2 separate regions of the Gasterosteus aculeatus genome follow, and region 1 is linked to region 2. A link is a contact called in public Hi-C data. All regions are on one chromosome and are shown on one strand. The core of a region is the stretch at or near the end of the contact, and the rest is flanking DNA. Distances in the headings are between cores, read along the strand shown.

Region 1 (3,088 bases), core at 556-3,055, 53 kb before region 2:
GGAAGGGTGTGAAAATACATACGATTTTTAAAAAAAATCTCCAACGCCAAACAAGGCACCATCCACACGAATAAAGGCGTACATCATTATCATTCCTGTAAAAAGAACAAAGCAAGGAGACACATATGCGCAAGCGGCATCGTCTTCATTCTATCGAACGCAGAGCCACATTTAGTAAATAGTCAGCACGTTTAGAGAGGAAAGAACAAGAAATAATGTGTAGTGACACCGGTTTTGTCTAACAGATGTCCCTGTTCTACAGCTACTATAGTTAAGGCAGAGGACAGTTAAGAAAACATGTGCATTATCCATCAACGCATGTAAATAATAAATATGATCATATAGTATCCATATACATGTATACAGTATATGCATTTCTTTACAATAGTTTCATTTAGAGTACATTTTTGACCTCAGTGGAAAAGGATGAGATAAGAGGAGCGCTGTTTCGTACTTTTGAATTCAAGTTCTACACAATACACCCATCAACATCTACTAGAAGCTGAGAACTGCAGAAACTGAAGCATCCTCAGTGAAAGCTGTAGTCTGGGATTTTATTTGAATTTCTTTTTTTTTGCATAGGAGTTGTTTGACAGTAATTTGTCAATTGCTCAATAATACTTATAACCATAATACACCACCAGAGAGAAATTGTCTGATAAGCAGTTTGATTTTACAATACACATATGAAAGGGAGGAGAAAACATTTGAATAACTGCTGGTTCGGATTCCTCCCCAAAAAAAAGGAAGCAGAGCACGTCCCCACGGATTTGCGTACTACTAAAGCGACACAAATTTAGAAGAGCTCCCTGACAAAATATTTTATGTCTACATCATGTAACCTAGAGTTTGGTTTTAAAGCTGCATGTATTGTCATTTATGTGTTAACAATTGATCAAATCACTGATGTCACAGTGTGAAATGCACAGAGAAGGATCGACTCTTCGGTTCCTCCCAAAATCTATTTAGGTTTTCAAGCCACACAAAACTTTGCTCTTATCCAGCAGCATCCAGCAGCAGGAAAACTAGCTGTCAATCCAACCCGTCCTCCCTCACAACACAATTACCATCCCGGGGGCGGTGCCCACTTGGCGTCAAAACGTGTGGAAAGGGTTAGGTGGATGAGGCCCAGTAACCCGGGACTTTCACCCAGGAGAACGCAATCCATGTCCTGTGTGAAACCGGCATCTTTTTATACCTCATTCACAATACCAATTACGCAACAATAATATTTAAAGCCCACTCTTTTTAAAAATCCTAATGCCGTCATTAAACACGAAAATCAAGCACCCATGGTGGAAGTATATTTTGAAAAGACCCTATGTAACAAGCGTAGAGTCACTTACCATCTGTGGCACTTTGACGAGCTGAATCTAATTAATCTAATGAGCAATCAAGCTGCTAAAGAGTCAGATATTTACATGAAGGAGTTGGAGACCAAAGCAGATCTAATGTGTATTGGACCAAAGTATGACTCATACACAACCTTATTTGCAAATACACGGACATTGTCTTTGTGACATGAAAACTGAACTTCTGCGAGACTGTAGTAAGCCGACTGGTGCAGAGACGGACCCAGTAAGGGACAGCAGGGATCACTGAGGAGTCACTGAGGAGACTTAGAGACGCATCTTAATATCAATGCATGAAATATTCTGGAAACAATATTGATAATTTCTTACAAAGGCCAGTTCTCGTTTCAGCCACAAGGTGTCAATGTGTTCTTATCCTACTGCAGGCCACACATCTGGCCCCTGCAAACCCTGCTGGCTCCACTTCTGTACTGCCAACACGCAGTTACAGTCGAGTCAATGGGAGCATTCTGCAATACAATCTGCCTGATGGCTGGTCATGTGACCGAGCACGGCCAGTGAGAATGGAGCAAGTTATGGGGAAACAAAAAAGGATCGACGTGGGATAAAAAAATACAAAAACTACCTCACTTTTACTTGTGCAGGGAGGATTGTCTCACTTCAGTTTGCAGATGCTTTGATTAAACAACAATATAGCAATACAAAATAAGTCTTTAAGAGTAAAAGGCTTGCAATAAATCCTACTATGGTATCTTCTGCTGAATTTACTTAAGGCATTAAAAGTAAAAATGTCTTACTACGAAAATGGATTTGCTCTTGTGAGGTGCAGCTACTTTGAAGTACTTTATATAATCTCGGCAATTCAATTTAAGAGCACAAAAGCTTCAATCTTTAATATACAATTCTGGCTATTGCTATGTCCTAAACACTGTTATGGCACAAAGAGTATTTTAACTTTTCTATTTCAAATGTTTATCTAACATTTGAAATAGAAAAAGAACTGACAAGGACTTCAGTGGTGGCTGCACTCAAATTATAATCAAATAAAACTTGATTATTCCAAAAACAAAATGAGGAGCTATTTGTGGGGATGAATACATCATAATTTACATGTGAACTAGTAACTAGTACTTCCATCTCTTAGATAAATGTTATGGAGAATAAGTATTACATGAAAGAGTGAAAAGGAGAAAAGTTAAGCACCTGCACCTTCAAAATTGTACCTTACAGCTGCATGTAAGCTTAGTTAACTCCTAGCCAGCGGCGGCTGGTCTGTAGAGGGCAATGGGGCGTGGCCACAAAAAAAAAATTATATTAAAAATACATTTTACAAATGAGCTCCAGTCTCAGCCAAATGGCTGCAGGGTCGGAGTGGAACAGAATGAAACTCATCCACAAATTAGTTTTTACAGTTCTCTGCAGGAACGTCTAGCAGTCAGTGCCATCCTAGTAACGCAAAGGATAACCACCATGCATAACAAAGCATACTGTACACACACACATGCACACACACTCACAGGGCAACAATGATAACATTGAAACCTTTAAAAAATTGGACATCAGGCATATAGTTTGATGTGTGTGTGTGGTGGGGGCCACACTAATAGCTGCCCTGTACATTTAAATGCGCACAATCGTGTTCATCAACCTTGAAAGTGTGGAACTGGCAGCTCCCGAACCAGAAAAACAGTCTGGAGCTGCTGGCCGCCAACGAGAAGAGTCCAACATCCTTGAAAAAAGGCTGCCGTTGTCAAGGGAAACAGAGATCTGTCAAA
Region 2 (3,441 bases), core at 348-2,847:
TTTTTTTTTTTTTTTTTTTTTTTTTTTGCACTGAATGGTCAAAAATGTGACATGCATTGTAGCTTGACATTGTAGCTTAGCGCCATCTCTTATATCTCCTCTTCGTCTGTGTGCTTCACCTTTTTCTTTTTTGTACCAACTTAGATCGTACCCTGACGTGTTTTGCAAAACGCATGGACTGAATTTATGAATAAAAATGTCTTCCCCTAGGATTCACTTTCAAACTAACTGTACTTGGAGGGGTTTCTTATTTGTAATCCTTTTGAAGCTTGAATCCGGTCAGTGCCCTCCGCCTGGCTCCGCTGCGTTCACAACGCTTCTCCTGCCAGAGAACGCGCTCTTGAACCCGCGAGCTGGACCACCACGTAGCAAAGGGGACCCCCCCCTTTTTTTTTTTTTGTGGCCTCGTTGTTTTTTTCCATACACCCAGTCATGAAATGTTCTCAACGCATTGACTGTTAGATTCCTTTTTTTTCGTCACACATGTTGCACAGCGGCTCAAAATTAGCGGTTTTATTTACTAGAGTAAGTATAATTGAGACTTGTTCTTTTGGATCATTATGGTACGGTTCTTTTTATAACTATGTATATATCTATAGATGGATAGGTATCACACCGCAAACTCAAAAGTTGTTTTTGTTTTTTTTTGTAGAAAATTGTATTACAATTCAAAGGTTTTTTGGGGGGGGGGGGGGGGGTTTGGACTGGGACCAATCTCAATTTGTTTTTAAAACCCATTTTTTTGCTTTCCCCTTTTTAAACTTTTTTTGTCCAAATAGTAATTTTGTTGTGAAACCAATTTGTTTTGACATTGCGGCATGACCTTTTCAAAGCTGAAATGTTTGTGTTTTCACATTGGATGCTGAGGGGGGAAAGCCCCCCCCCCGCCCTCGGGTCAGAAGGGGGTGCAGTTGCAGGATGCACTGAAGGAGAAATTTTGCTATTCAAATTCTTCCTTTTGCTGTTATTTGGATGGTCAAGATGTGCTAAATATATCTGCTACGAGCTTGATGCTTCAATAAAAAAATAGGCTTATCTGTGCAACTTGTTGAGGTCTTTATTGAGAAGAAAAAGATGGTGCGATTTTAGGGCAACAGGTGAAACGCTCACGAGTTAATTGATGCCAACTTATACTTGCATATTTACCTAAGTTTTATAATTATTGATTTCCTCAAAGCGAGACCTTGCAGGATAGAGTAAAAGTAATGAATTATTTTTACTATAATATTTAAACTATAACTATATACTATAAAATCAAACTGCAAAAACCTGACAACATAAACACGTGCAGTATATAGAGACAGTCATTAAAAAAATGTTGCTTTTAGCTGATTTTACATTTTTAAATCAAATGTGAAGGTTTTTTTTAAATATCCAGTTACAAAAATTTGATTAGATGCCATCCCTTTTATATCATAGGGAAAAGTGATAATTTACAATCTCCTAAAAATAATATAGTATCCCTTGGTCATCTACAATGTACTGCTGAATGGCCATTCAGAATCGCGGTGTGTAAGCATTGCTTGTGAAGGCCACGTAATATTTTACACCAACTAAATGTAAATTAGTTGTCAAGTATGGAGTAAGAAGTTATTGAAAACTAGTACATAATAGAACATTGACATGTCCTGGTCTGTAGCTCCCCCTAGTGAACAGTATGCGATGTGTTGTGGAAGCGCGACACTAGATGACGTTAACTCACTCGAAGCAGGAAATCTACCAACCCTACACCAACGAAGAAGATCATCGCCAATGTTGACTTCCGCCGCTCGTATTCACGTGGAGGAACTGCACCGTAAGAGCTCATCCATCCGGCAGGAAAACCACTAAAGACACCCAAAATGCCGAAGTTTGACGGTATAGTGTAAGTTGGACAATGTACTCCTTTGAGCTCACCGTGTTCGAGCGTCCGCGTGTAACTTTCTGTGTGCAGGACTCGTAACCGTGTGAGAAGCGCTAACGTTAGCTTAGCGTGGTAGTTTGAGCTAACAGTAGCTCAAAGTGGAGTCCGAACTAGTTACGCGATAGTCTCGCTGTAACTCGTGGTGGAATTGTTTTATGGTTTTCTACATCCAGTGCAAACTAATATATTGTCTCTGTGTTTTTTCCAAATATCAGTCAGCTGAAGATTTAAGTTGTGTATCTTGCGTCAACACGTGTTGTTGACTTAGCTGCTCGATGCACTGTTATTTACGAAGAGTTTGGTCTGCTGACCTGTCCGCTGAAAATAATATTTCAACTTCTAATAAAGATTAAGTTCCCTTTTCATCACATGCGGATCAATATTTCTTTCTAATATTTAATTATCTTACGTTTAATAAACTAGTGATCTATAAGGATAATGCATCTGTAGGCTGAGAAGAATAAGCAGCATCATTAGAATATGTATTCCTTATTACTTGTGGTTAGCATCGTTGTCTTAAATCTGAAACTAAATCGTGTAATGTTAATATGGAAGCAATATATTCATTCGTATTGCATATGACATGTATTATATTTCGTTTAGCTCACAAATGAAAACGACCGACATATCCAGCAACATTACAAGATAAACTGTTAATAGCATTAATTTCCAAAACAGATGTTGTAAATCTGATTACCTTTTTTTTTTTTTTTTTACTATATGTTTTTTGTGTAGGGGTGAACAGCACTGTGTAGAGGGTCATCTCTTGCATTTGTTTGTGTGTTTGTCCTCAGAAAACCCAAGACGAAGCGTGCCAAGCGCTTCTTGGAGGGCAGAGCGCCCAAGCTGACAGAGGACGTGAAGACCGCCATGATTATGAAAGGGGGGAACTCCAGTCTGACCGTCACCCAGGCCCTCAAGGACATAGTAAGTGACCCGACAGGGACAAAGGCTTCCTGCCCAGATGGCACGTTCTAAAGGTTTAATGAGTAGTGAAGGATTAAAAACTCTGAACTCGTTCATCCACGTAGAAGGGTAGTTTCTCACCTTTTCGTCTAAGTGGAGAAGGACATTGGCACTCCCAGTGTACTCCAAGTCTATTTAGGGTGGATATTTTTAACTTATAATGTTATTTTATGTTTTAGGAGTGAAATATGAATGTGCATTGAAACCAGAAACATTTCTCTGCCATTCACACTAAATACTATACAGTGCTTTGCTGGTTCTATTGCGTTATTCCCTTAATATAATAGCATAACAGCATACTAAATAAATCAAAAATGCTCACTCACCCTGAGTGATTGTGATTTTTTTGTTCCTGCAGTATGCCTTGAAGAAGCCCAATGCTGTGTTGTTCAAGAAGTAAGTGCAATTACTAAGATGATCAAGAAAGTCTGAAGGAAATAGAGTATTGTTGATGCAATTACTTTGACATTCCTTTGTTTTTAACTCTTACCAGGGTTTGTACGGTCATGGAAAATCTGGGAAAGTCCTGATATTTAAAAATGGTCATTTCCAGCCTTGGAAAAGTCATTGAA

What was found. Hi-C and Micro-C count contacts between places; a contact is called where the count stands out from the background.
Region 1: a Hi-C map of liver shows a contact between it and region 2, with 5 times the contacts expected there. The contact joins the enhancer-like site here to the promoter of rpf2 in region 2. A contact is called at or near these places in 6 of 6 Hi-C or Micro-C datasets (blood and trunk muscle, liver, skeletal muscle and 2 more).

What each region holds. Positions count from the first base shown.
Region 1 is chr18:4,770,263-4,773,350 of fGasAcu3.hap1.1, reverse strand. cdk19 (cyclin dependent kinase 19) reads right to left here. Exons shown (of 13, transcript XM_040161480.2): 13 at 564-3,088. Among protein-coding and RNA genes, the nearest start is that of tab2, 16 kb to the left of the region's middle. Within about 2 kb of position 1,805, at least 8 of the 9 cell types and tissues checked have open chromatin away from gene starts, as enhancers often do. A contact at or near this core is called in liver, where this site is marked.
Region 2 is chr18:4,716,833-4,720,273 of fGasAcu3.hap1.1, reverse strand. rpf2 (ribosome production factor 2 homolog) reads left to right here and starts at 1,597. Exons shown (of 10, transcript XM_040161483.2): 1 at 1,597-1,864; 2 at 2,698-2,830; 3 at 3,228-3,265. The coding sequence starts at 1,842. It overlaps amd1 (adenosylmethionine decarboxylase 1), which reads left to right. Exons shown (of 9, transcript XM_040161482.2): 9 at 1-1,044.